2 separate regions of the Mus musculus genome follow, and region 1 is linked to region 2. Evidence: chromatin contacts called from public promoter capture Hi-C data. All regions are on one chromosome and are shown on one strand. The core of a region is the stretch at or near the end of the contact, and the rest is flanking DNA. Distances in the headings are between cores, read along the strand shown. Region 1 holds the start of Dock11 (dedicator of cytokinesis 11). Region 2 holds the start of Pgrmc1 (progesterone receptor membrane component 1).

What was found. Promoter capture Hi-C pulls out the DNA fragments that hold promoters and counts their contacts.
Region 1: a contact with region 2 is called in a promoter capture Hi-C map of cranial neural crest. The contact joins the promoter of Dock11 here to the promoter of Pgrmc1 in region 2.

The regions. Positions count from the first base shown.
Region 1 is chrX:35,885,988-35,892,142 of GRCm38.p6, forward strand. It overlaps Dock11 (dedicator of cytokinesis 11), which reads left to right and starts at 2,845. Exons shown (of 53, transcript NM_001009947.3): 1 at 2,845-3,045. The coding sequence starts at 2,944.
Region 2 is chrX:36,592,920-36,599,487 of GRCm38.p6, forward strand. Pgrmc1 (progesterone receptor membrane component 1) reads left to right here and starts at 5,274. Exons shown (of 3, transcript NM_016783.4): 1 at 5,274-5,695. The coding sequence starts at 5,368.

The sequences.
Region 1 (6,155 bases), core at 1,595-4,094, 710 kb before region 2:
AGTATAAAAGTAGATTTGATGGATCAACACTGCTGAATTCTGGTTTGGCTTCTTTGAAGTTGTTTACAATACAGCTACCCAGGGTTGATTCTTCACATACAAAAATACATCACTCTAGAGAAGAACGAAGAACACAGGTCTCTCTCTCTCTCTCCTCTCCTCTCCTCTCCTCTCCTCTCCTCTCCTCTCCTCTCCTCTCCTCTCCTCTCCTCTCCTCTCCTCTCCTCTCCTCTCCTCTCCTCTCTCTCTCCTCTCCCCCCTCTCTGTATTTACATATTATGTATTTCATGTGTGTTGTATAGGACTACCCTTCAAGCCAAACTGTAAGATGTAAAGGCCCCTTGCTTGTTTGTTTGTTTGTTCATTCTGTTTTGTTTGTTTGTTTGCTTGTTTTTTGAGACAGGGTTTCTCTGTGTAGCCCTGGCTGTCCTGGAACTCACTTTGTAGACCAGGCTGGCCTCGAACTCAGAAATCCACCTGCCTCTGCCTCCCAAGTGCTGGGATTAAAGGCTTGCACCACCACTGCCCTTGCTTCTTGCTTCTACTTTCCACTCATGAGACACCTCCCCACCCCCTTAATTCACATATAAGGACAACTGTATCCTAATTTTACATGGCCTTGGGAGCTCTCAGAAGAGGTATAGGATATAAGTAAGGAAGGGGATTCATCTACTTTGCTGCCTTGTGTTAAGCTATCATCCCTGAAGGGTGCAGACCTTTCAATGTTACTGCTTTCATGTCAGCCATTAACATCTCATGTATTGCTTTGTAAGTAAGTCTAATAAGGTCCTTGTTCCCCCAGGTGAATTTTGGAGGAACTGTACCTTTGAGGGTCATTGGGACTTTAGCAGGAGGGATAGATGTTGTTTACATCTTGCCCAAGGAAGGAATTTTAGCAATAGTGTGTAAATGTTTTGCCTGAATGTGTGTATGTGTACCACATGTGTGCCTTGCGCCTGAAGAGGTTAGAAACACTGGAGTGATCTCCCTGTAACTGTACTTTGGGGTCGTTGTGAGCCACAATACAGGTGCTGGGAACTGAACCCATGGCTTCTGCAAGAGCAATGAGTGCTCTTGACCTCTAAGCCATCTCTTTATTCTCAGAGGGGACTGGACTCTGCTCCATGATCTGAACATTGAACCTATAGACTGGGAAATAAACACCTTCTCTTTCTGTCAAGGTGGAGAACTTACCCAGGAGTCCTCTTGGTCTGCTGTCTTACACCTATTGCCCCAAACTGAGTAGGATTCTATGCCATCGTACAGTAGAGAGTTGAACATGGGTTAATATTCACCAATTATGATTCATCAGTACCTAGAGCACTACCTTTCTTTCCTAAGCCCTGTGCCTCTGCCTTGTACCTGAAGCAGTGAATCTGGAGTTAGCAAGGGAAAACATGCTAGAGTATTCTGGAGGTCAACAACTAGGAGCCAGACACACAAATATTCACCATTCATTGAACACATAGCATGAATTTGTGCTGATCCACCTGCAGGTAACAGTTTCCACCCCGACCCCCAACACACACACACACACACACACACACACACACACACACACACAGAGTGAGGTCAACATGCAGGATAATGCCTGTCCCTTAGAGCCCTTCCATGTCCCAGGTCCTGGAGGAACCCTCCATCTGTGCCTTATCAGGATCAATGAGAAGGTGGCCAAATGGGCTTGCTGCTAGGAGACTTGGTCTTTTCTGGGTTCCTGGAGTCCATTCCCATGCTCTTGTTTCCATAACAAAGTCCTTGTGTAGGTGTGTGACTGTGTGCTCTTTGAAGGCCTGAGAAGTGTGGAAAGTGCCATTTGGGCACCGGTAGAAATCCTCAAAAAGGATTAGACCCCTGGTGATGGGCCATTTCAAACTTAAAACAAAACAAAAAAAAATGAAGTGGGGCCTTTCATTTCAGAATTAAGGCCTTGTTTGTGTCTAAGCATGCATGCTTTACACCTAGTCAGATGTTCTGGGGAAATTAAGGAAAGGGTGAGATGGTTGCAGAGCACAGGTAAAAGCTAGAGGATTGATAGGTCCTCCAAAAGCCTTCCCAGTGAGCACTAGGGCCACTCCTTCTGGAATCACTGCAGAACCACACAATTCATCAAAGGCTCTGGGGTCTCTCACCACCCAGCTATCCCTGCCTGGGTAAGACTCACTTCTAGAAGCCTGTCCCCTGGTTGCCCTATGAAGTGGATGCCTGGGTGGGGAAATGAAGGGGGTTGGGTACAGACCCAGACAAGTCTTTCCTGCAGCAAACCCGCTCTTCCTTCCTTTGACATAGGGCAGACCCAACCAGGCTGAGTACACAATAGGAGCATGCTGCTTCCATGTTGTTTCCCAGCCTCTAGCCGCCTGGGACCCAGGGGCTTGCAGGTTGGGGGCAAGTGAGATTTTTCCCACCGCCTCACTGCTCCTGAAGTCTTAAGGGAGGCAGAGGTCTCTGGAGGCCCCAGCACACCCTAGTCTTGGAGACATTTCATCACCCACCTCTGACCCCCTCCCGCGCCATACACTCGGAAAAAGAAGCAGCCTCATCTCGCCTCCCGGATGCGGCTGCACCAGCAACATCAGCTGCGGGCGGAGCCCGGGTGCTTGCCACTTCCCCCTCTTCCCGCGTGACCCTCGCCCCCACCTCCAGCACTCCCTCCCCCTCCAGGAGACACACCCTCCTTCTTAGGCCACTCAGGTCGGGGCCCTTGGTGAGAGGGAGCAGCCGCCGCCGCCCGGCAGGACCCAGAGCCTGCAAAAGCTAGAGCAAAAAGGAGGGAAAGAGGGAGGAGCGGCGCGCGGGAGGAGGAGCCGCGGGAGCTGGGCGCGGGGCGGCGAGCTGAGATGTGGCCGGCCCGTCGGCGTGTAAACACAGGCAGCAGCAGCAGCAGCGGCCGCCCGGGCCCGGGGCACTGAGCGCTCCCGCCGAGACCTGCCCGCCACCTCTGCCATGGCCGAAGTGCGCAAATTCACCAAGCGGCTGAGCAAGCCAGGCACGGCAGCCGAGCTCCGCCAGAGCGTGTCGGAGGCCGTGCGGGGCTCCGTGGTGCTGGTGAGTGGTCGAGCGACGGGGAGTCCCGGGGGGGGGGGGGTTCGCTCACACCGGGAGCAGCGCGGTGGCTTCCCGCGCGCGCGCTGGAGACCACGGGCAGGATGGGCGCAGCTGCGGTCGAGCGCTAGGAGCTCTCTTTTTCCTCTGTTCTACTTAAGTTTTCGCTCTGGCAACCGGCTGCCTGGGGGTGGGAGTCTCAGGCGCCACGGGACAGCGCTCTGGCTACCCCACCAGCTTGCGCTGGGCTGGAAGCTGAATGGCACAGCGGGTTTCACAGAGCTGCGGCCGGAGAGTGGGTCTCCACCCCAGCGGGGGCGGCTGAAAGCTTCAGATCGCACCTCCCGCTCCCCCGGACCCCCGCACAAAGAGCTGGAGATTAGGGCACGAGGAGATCCGGATCCCTTTAAGAGGGCACCTGGGGCAGCCTAGGCGGAAGGATGCGATGAGCACAGATATACTTGAGTGCGGATACACATCGGGTACACGCGCGCACACACACACACTCACTTACACACACAAAAAACCCCACCCAAAAGCCCAGGGCGCCCAAGCTCTGGCGGGCGATGTGGACAGAGGAAGCATAGCGACTTCCTCCTGCTACTGGGGAGAGGGAGGGTGGTGATGGGTGTTGAGGGGTACTGCCAACTAAGACAGAGGGAGAGGATTGGAAACAACGGGGGTGGGTCTGCGCCTGAGTGGGTTTTGAGTCTGTATCCTCTGGGAGAGGATGGTTCTTAAGACTTGTGAGCGATTGGAGGCAAGAGGATGTGGGAAGGACTGGATGTTGCTGTGTAAGGATGAAGACCCTAGAACCAGACGCCTACGTAGACTATTGGGGATGTCTTGGCGGCGGGTAGAGCTGGGGGATGGGGATTGGAGAGTGTTCTGACACCCCCCTCGGGGAACCACCCCTCCCCCGCACGCCAGCGCACCCTCATCAGTCCTGTTCAGATGGTCTAAATCTGGAGGGAAGCCTTGGATGGTAAGGGGCACTTGCTCCTTTGCTTTTAAAGGCTCCCATTGCCAATTTTTTGGACTAGGGACCAAACCTTAAATAAGCAGTGGGACTAAATCATTAGCGTGCTTTTTTGTTACTTTGTTTTGCAGGAGATTTGCTGGCTTTTGTCTCTTTCCACTCCTATATTATTTCATGTCATTCGCTGTGTTTAAATCTCCGCACTTAAGAGAGAGCTTTTTGTTAGCACAACTTATCCTGGGAAGGGAACCTCGCAGCTTTTCCCTGTAATTTTTATGTTGATCTTGTAGAATCGGCAATAAAACCAACATTAAAGCAAGGCAAGGGGCCTGATCCTAACAGTGGGGAAAGTTGACATTAGTGGGAATTCTGGAAGAGGATCAAAGGTAAAATATGTACCTTTGAGATAAAAATCGGATTTCTAATAGCTGCAACTGTGCAGAGCCAAGGGACTTTAAAGAAATGTCTTTATCATGGCTGGACCCTTGAAGTTTAATCCTGCTGCTTGGTGAGGCTAAACCCAGACCTTTAATGTTGTCTTAATGGATTTGGCTTATTGTATATTTCACCCAGATTTGGAGCCAGAACCTGTTGAGGTCAGATCAGAACCTCACTTGTCATCAGGGCCATTTGAGAGAGGACCACAAGCTGTGTGCAAGGCATTTTATACCAGGTTGTCATCTTCAGTGGTTATTAGCAAGTGATCCAGACAGCCTAGCACAAGGATGGCTTTTCTAAAATCATAAAGCAAACCTTCTCTGAGGAGTGGCTGGCCACCTACCATAGCATGTGAAGAGAGAGGGAAGATGGACAGATGGTATCAAGAAAATATATGAGGCACAGACAACCTCTGCTGGGATTTGACCAGCATTTGACCTGCCTCCCTCAACAGTAAAAAGTTATTATTCTTTCTGAAGTTTTAGGCTTTGAAAAGATCAGTTTTGAGACATGGTCTCACTCTGTAGCCCAGGCTAGAACTTTGGTTTTGTACTTGGTGTTAGTCCTCCTGCTTCAGCTTACTGGATGCTAGGACTACAGACATGTGCCACCTATAATTTTTGTGCAGCACAGGTGCAGTGGCTTCTTTCTACCTCTTCATTCTTGGCAGTGCTGGAAAAAAAAAATCTATTAATAGAGAAAGACTCTTGGAGCTACAGCCCGTGGCCGGGGTTTCCTGGTTAGCTGACCTTACTTAGGTTCTTTTTTTTTTTTTTTTTTTTTTTTTTTTTTTAGCTTTTATGCAAGGGAATGTAGAGGAGTGAAATCTACTCATTTCTGTGGTATGTGATGTGTATTAAGACTTGAGGGGAGGGCGAGTTGAATGAGAAGTTTCTTGTGCTCTAAATCAATCCATTGAGCCCTTACACTGTGTAAGACATGATGTTAGGTGCTTTAGGACCTTTTATTCATTTATTTAGTTCCAATCTAAGGGGTGTGTGTGTGTGTGTGTGTGTGTGTGTGAGAGAGAGAGAGAGAGAGAGAGAGAGAAACTAATCGATATCAGGGTCTTCAATAATGCTATTTGTCAATTAAGAGATAAATAACTCTAAACAGTATATTCACTCTCATATATTACTTTCCCTCCTGTTTGTTGTTGTTGTTGTTTGGTTGGTTGGTTGTTGTTGTTTACTTCATAGGCCTGTTAACCAGAGGTAGGAAAGCAGGGGGTGACTGGAGAGCAAAACAACCACGCTGCAGCTGCTGTCAGCTTCTGGTTCAGTTCTGATGTAAGCCCCAAGTGTTTATTGAGGGACAGCTGAGGTGGGATTTACACTTGCTGCCATAAACCCAAGATAGTATTAGAGTTTCAGCATAAGTTGGAGTCATTAGCACAGCAGGGCACACTTTTCTTCCCATGTAATTCTTGACAGAACTTGGAAACCCTACCAAGCTGAACAAATATACACTATTTCCGGTTTAGTTTTTTTTTTCTTTTTTACAGTTACACCCTTATTGGCATGCCCATAACGTCATTCAGTTTTGCTCACTGTTCAAAAAAATGCACAAGGCTTGGGCCCTGGCTATATATAGCATGTCATTATTAGTATTTCCATGAATCTATTAACTATGTAATGAAACGAGCAGAGAAAGAGAGGCTGCTTCACGGCTGCATGTTCTAGTGAGTTCAGCATTT
Region 2 (6,568 bases), core at 4,024-6,523:
TCTGTGTAATTTTTCAATATCAATCTTTGTTCAGATTTCTGAACAAGTTCCTAGGAAAATTCCTAGAAGTTATCGTCTTCATAAAAGGATTGTTAGGAATGATTTGAGGCATTTGTTACATATCGCCAAGGGACTTTATAGAAAGCCTATGCCTAGTTACAACATAAGTGAGTTCAATAAATATTTGAGTGCCTACTATGTATCAGACATGGTCTAGGGACTAGTGAACAAGATGTATCTTGTATTCTAGCAGTTTCCTTCTTGCCAGAATTTGTCAGAATACTTGTCATGTATATGCCTGCCAACTCCAAGTATTCCTGTTTTTAAGAACTCCAAGGGGAGAGGAAAAAATGTATTAATAATTGGAATGATGAAAACTGATACACTGCTCCTTTGGATTTGATTAGTGCTGTGGTTGAAGTGTTTCCTATGCATTCTCTAAGTAATCAGGCAATTGTCCCAGCTTTCTTGAAAGGCCTTTTAGAACCAGGGAAGATTATTTAAAGGAGGCAGTTTGAAATCGAGAAAAGACTTAACATATATCTTGGGTCAAGTACATAGGATCTAGGGATTACTTTCCAGCCACAAGTATGCACAATGAAAGTCTGATGTTATGTGGAGGGTTTTTAAGTAACAAAGATCCTTGGTTATTTCTTGGCAACTTGAGAACCTCCACCCTGGATGACACCTATCCATCTGGTATGGATTCTAACAAAAGCCGGACAGGTGGAATGCTTTTGAACAATTTCAATGTCCCAGAGTTACCAGCAGTCCATTTTATTTAACATTAAATCAAAACATGTATATTTTGAACTGTATCCCCCAAGGTTTTACAGTGCAGATTTTCTATTCTCCACATAAAGCAAAACTTCTTTCCTGGGTCTGGAAAGATGGCTCTGAGGTTGAGAGCACTTGTTCTTGCTGAGGACCCTAGTTCAGCTCTCAACACCCACATGATCGCTCACATCAGTCTGGAATTCCAGTTCCAGGTGATTCAACATCATATACTGGTCTCTGTAGGGACCTGGCATGCACATCGTGCACACACATAAATGTGGACACAATACTCATAAACATAAACTAAAACAAAGAAATATTTTTTTTTAATTTTAAGAACTTACTTTATGCCATTCACCTTCCAGAAAGACATTGATCTGAATAGAAAATCTCTGGCCCACCATACAAACGATTCCTACATATTTTTTTTAATAGTACTTACCTTGGAGGAAGAGGAATGAAGAGTGTGAGGAGAGGGGATTTACTTTTCTGCTCTGTTTTTCCATAGTTTGAAGTCTAACAGTCTTGCTATACAGCCCAGGCTTATCTTAAACTCATATCCTTCTATTTCTACCCAGAATCTGCTGGGATTAAAGGTATGTGCTGCCAAGACTAGTCCATAATTTTTACCTTTGAATAAATATAACTTCAAAAAGTTTCAACAGGAGATGCCTAGAGAACCTAATGACTCTTTCTTTCTTTCTTTCTTTCTTTCTCTCTCTCTTTCTTTCTTTCTTTCTTTTCTTTTCTTTTCTTTTTAAACATAGTGCTTGTATTAGAAAAGAGTAGGTCAATATGTTGTCATTTGAAAGTACTTCTAGTATGATAAAATAAAATTTGTATGTGCCCAAGTTTCATTTTTGTTATTGTTTTTATTGTATACATTTAAGTACTTCTTAAGTTTGTAATAATGAACATGTATAAGCTTTATTTATTTATTTATGTATAAAAGTAAACCATTTTCCCCAATACTTAAAGTGACTTGTGCATCTGGGCAGTAGTGGTGCATACCTTTAATCCCAGCACTCTGGAGACAGAGGCAGGTGGATTTCTGAGTTTGAGGCCAGTCTGGTCTACAGAGTGAATTCCAGGACAGCCATGGATACACAGAAAGACCCTGTCTCTAAAAACAAAGGAGGAGGAGAGGAAGAGGGAGAGGGAGAGGGAGAGGGAGAGGGAGAGGGAGAGGGAGAGGGAGAGGGAGAGGGAGAGGGAGAGGGAAGGAGGAGAGGAAGAGAGAGAGGGAGAGGGAGAGGGAGAGGGAGAGGGAGAGGGAGAGGGAGAGGGAGAGGGAGAGGGAGAGGGAGAGGGAGAGGGAGAGGGAGAGGGAGGAGGGAAGGAAGGAAGGAAGGAAGGAAGGAAGGAAGGAGAAATGCCACATGCACCTTGTGAAAAATTAAGAATAACATTATCGTGTCTCCTTTCGGGCTTCCCTTTATGTATTTTTAGGGATATCATCTGTCTTAGTCAGGGTTTCTATTCCTGCATAAACGTCATGACCAAGAAGCAAGTTGGAGAGGAAAGGGTTTATTCAGCTTACACTTCCACATTGCTGTTCATCACCAAAGGAAGTCAGGACTGGAACTCAGGCAGGTCAGGAAGCAGGAGCTGATGCAGAGGTCAAGGAGGGATGTTCTTTACTGGCTTGCTTCCCCTGGCTTGCTCAACTTGCTCTCTCATAGAACCCAAGACTACCAGCCCAGAAATGGTATCTATCACCCACAAGGGGCCTTCCCCGCTTGACCACCAACTGATTAAATGTCCCACAGTTAGATCTCATGGAGGCACTTCCCCAAATGAAGATCCTTTCTCTATGATAACTCCAGCCTGTGTCAAGTTGACATACAAAACCTGCCAGTATACCATCGAATTCACACTGTATATAGTTTTTCATGCTATTTTCTCCCTGTATACGGAAACATAAATATTTTCCCATGATGTGATGATATTTGAATAATCCAACTATGATTTATCACAATATACAGTGAATTAATTAGCCACTTTATTTGAACTTGAACATTTGGGTTGTGTCCAGAGTTTCCATATCAAAAATGAATGTTTGATGAACATATTCCTAATGGAATCTTGGTCTTCATTCTAAGCAAGATGGATTCCTAGAAGTGGATTACTGGGACAAAAATTCTATTTCTAGAAGCGGGTTTCATGAAAACACTTATGGCTAACAAAAACTTATGCTGATGTTGATGTATGGGAACATCCTCCTCACTTTTCTACCAGCATGTTATTCGTTTCTGCTCTTTATACCCATCCTATACAAAGGTGGCAGATGACAATGGTATTTCCATGTATTTCTTAATTACTAACAAAACTGAACATTTTATATGCTTTTATTCACCACTGATATTTCCTCATTTTTCTCCATTATGACTAGAGGATTTCACTTGTGATTTTCTTTTCTTTCTTTTTTTGTTTCTTTCTTCTTTGCCACATGGTCTGTGAGTGTGGTATGTATTTGAGTATGCATGTGTGTGTATGGGGGGGTGTGCTTGTGTGGATGGCAGAGGTTGAAGTATAGTGTATCCCTTAATCACCCCCCCTTAGATAGCAGGGCAAAAGATAGTCTGTTAACCTGTTGCCCACTCCCCAGCTCTGCATTAAAGGCTAGCTGCCAAACCCTCATAGCTTTTATATGAGTGCTGGGGATGGTGAAGCTGGTCTTCCACTTGCATGCCAGTGTGTTTTGCCCACTAGGCCATTTCCTCAGCCTCTTAACGATCTTCCTATCAGTTAACATGAACACTGAAAGATAGATTCTTTTTTTTTTTTTTTTTTTTTAAATATTTATTTATTTATTATATGTAAGTACACTGTAGCTGTCTTCAGACACACCAGAAGAGGGCATCAGATTTCATTACAGATGGTTATGAGCCACCATGTGGTTGCTGGGATTTGAACTCATGACCTTTGGAAGAGCAGTCGGCACTCTTAACCGCTGAGCCATCTCACCAGCCCCCTTTTTTTTTTTTTTTTTTTGGCCATATTAGTTTCAAATGAAAACATTTTTCACAAGTTTGTTATTTTTTAAGAAATATCTTTGCTGCTCACAGTACTCTGTGAAAGGGATAACTGGATTCTAACCGGAGCTGAGTGCTCTCAGTTTGAGCTTGTTTCATGATGATTAAGTTGAAGAGTTTTGACAAAAGATCTGGAGGGGCCGGTTTAGCTAATCCTAAATTTAGCTCTGGGGGAAAAAATGTGTGGGCTGGATATAAAGAGTGTTTGACTCATTACACTTTAAGAAGATGGGGGGGGGCAGGGATTACAGCAGTGTTTGCCAAAAGTTTTCAGAATTTAGCCAATTCTCTGCACAAATCTCTTGCATGTAAGTGGTGTACAAACAGGATTGTATGGAAAAGTCGTGCCCTGCTCTGCAGATGTGTGCATGGCTTGGTTTTAATTATTCTCCTTTTTCTTATGTTACCGTTTCCCAATTACAATTTAAGGGGGGGGGCAGCCAGATTAGGTCTCTGAAAAATAGGCACAATCCTTGTTCCATAGAGGCCTGCTCCCGTGCAGCCTGTTTGCACACCAGAAGCCTGGGAATCTAAAAAGATAAAATCTAGGATCCTTCCAAACTCCAGCGTTTATCAGGGGCTGTGCTCAGGGTTACAGTGACTGCCAAGGGTAGTTTCCACAGACTTCAAATAGAAGAATGCTGTCAAGCAACGGAACTTTGAACATTATTCTGGTATTTCTATAGAAAAAAAAGGCTCAACAACAGAATGTCAGTTGTTGATTACTGGTGCCTTGTGACTAAGCATAATTGATGATTTCAAAAAGAAAAAAAAAAACTTTAAGAACAAACGCAAAATCTGGCGATCTGAGCTCCAGATTTTATAGAATTGACAGGCCTGTTACCTGACTGGCTGTCCTTTGGGTGTTAGTCCCACAGCTTTTGGGCAAGAATTGGAGGCGAACCATCCCAAAATGGATGTTCGAATAGTCTAGGACTGTAAGGTGAAAAGGAGTTGAAGGCATGATATTAGAGTATCCCAAAACAGCTACCTGGCTCTAAGGGTATGGCCCAGGGGAGAGAGTATAAGGGGCTTTAAAATAGAAGCGAAGCAAGAGAAATGCGACCTCATTTTAACTGACGTCATTTGCCGCGAGGAGCGGGCCCTAAAGTCAAGGCTTCCCCACAGGGTCAGCGGGAAGCTACCCACTGTACCCAAGAGACTGAGCTGTGTGTCTGCGAGCTGCACTATGATCTGAGGGTGCCCGGAAACCGGGGCAGAGGCCCAGCAGGTAGAACAGAGAGGTGGGCTGGGCTCGGTGGCCCTGGTTGACGGAGCGGTTGAGGGAGAAAGACCAAGACCCCCGAGGCTACATAGGGGGCCCGAAGCAGAGGCCGAACCAGGCCCAGCTTGCCCGAGCCAGCCCGAGCAGGGCGGGGCGCTTAGGTGGCCGCGAAGGGCGGGGGCTTATAGGCTCCGCCCCCGGAGCCCCGCCCCTCCCGAGCTTTTCTTCCTCTGTCAAAGAACGCTGCGCGCCACTGTTCGCTGGGAGGGCGGAGGAAGCGGACTGTTCCGGAGCTCTGCCTAGCCGGGCCCAACCTTTGCTCCAGAGATCATGGCTGCCGAGGATGTGGTGGCGACTGGCGCCGACCCGAGCGAGCTAGAGGGCGGCGGGCTGCTGCACGAGATTTTCACGTCTCCTCTCAACCTGCTCCTCCTGGGCCTCTGCATCTTCCTGCTCTACAAGATCGTTCGCGGGGACCAGCCCGGTGCCAGTGGCGACAACGACGACGACGAACCACCCCCGCTGCCCCGCCTCAAGCGGCGCGACTTCACCCCTGCCGAGCTGAGGCGTTTCGATGGCGTCCAGGACCCGCGCATTCTCATGGCCATCAACGGCAAGGTGTTCGACGTGACCAAAGGCCGCAAGTTCTACGGGCCTGGTACGGAGGCAGGGCCAGGGGGTCGTGGAGACAAAAGAGGGGACCCTGGCGTGGAAGCGGGGCGGGAGAGAGGCCGGGGGAGGTGGGGCGCCCCCGTGGGAGGGTCGGAGGGAAGGCGGGCAGCAATGGGAGCGGGCCGGGGGCACGAGGCTCTGGGTGGGTGGGGGTGCGTACGGGGGGATGGGATGCCCGAATGAGGCTGAGCCTTGGAAACCGCGGGTGGGAGGGACAGCGAGGTCCGAAGCCCCGGGATATTAGGGAACTTTTCGAAGGTAGTGGGCTTTGGGGCGGGGGTCCTGAAAAGAGGGGGAGACTTCGGATTTGAGGGGAAAAAATGAAGGTGTCTCCAGAGAGGCCCAGACACTTGAGAAGACGTGGAGGCCGATGACGCCGGAGGAGCCATGGTGGAATGTAAGGGTGTGTAAAGAGAGAAAGTGGAGAAGGGGATTAGTGTCAGGTAAAGCAGCATTGTTCCTGGCGGAGAATGTGTGTGTGTGTGTGTGTGTGTGTGTGTGTGTGTGTACACTGTGTGCATGCGCAGTGAATGTGTGTTTGGTGTACACCGTTTGTCTGGGGGGTGGCGCTTGGAATGTGACATGTGTTAGGTATGTCTTTGGTATGTGTATGTGCGTGCAGAGTGGGGTGGACTCAGGCTGGATGATGAATAAGCGACCAAGCTTGGTTGGATGCATTAAGAGCAGTGTGTGGTGGACTATGGTAACATGGTGAGATGGTCAGAAACACCATATTTAGTGTATGATAGAGTGGGGAGACTGGGAGGTGGAAAAAATAAAATGAAATGAAACGGGGGTGGGAGGGAGGAGTGGAAGGGTCCTGAGAAACAATAGGGTAAGGCTGTGAAGCCCGATGGGT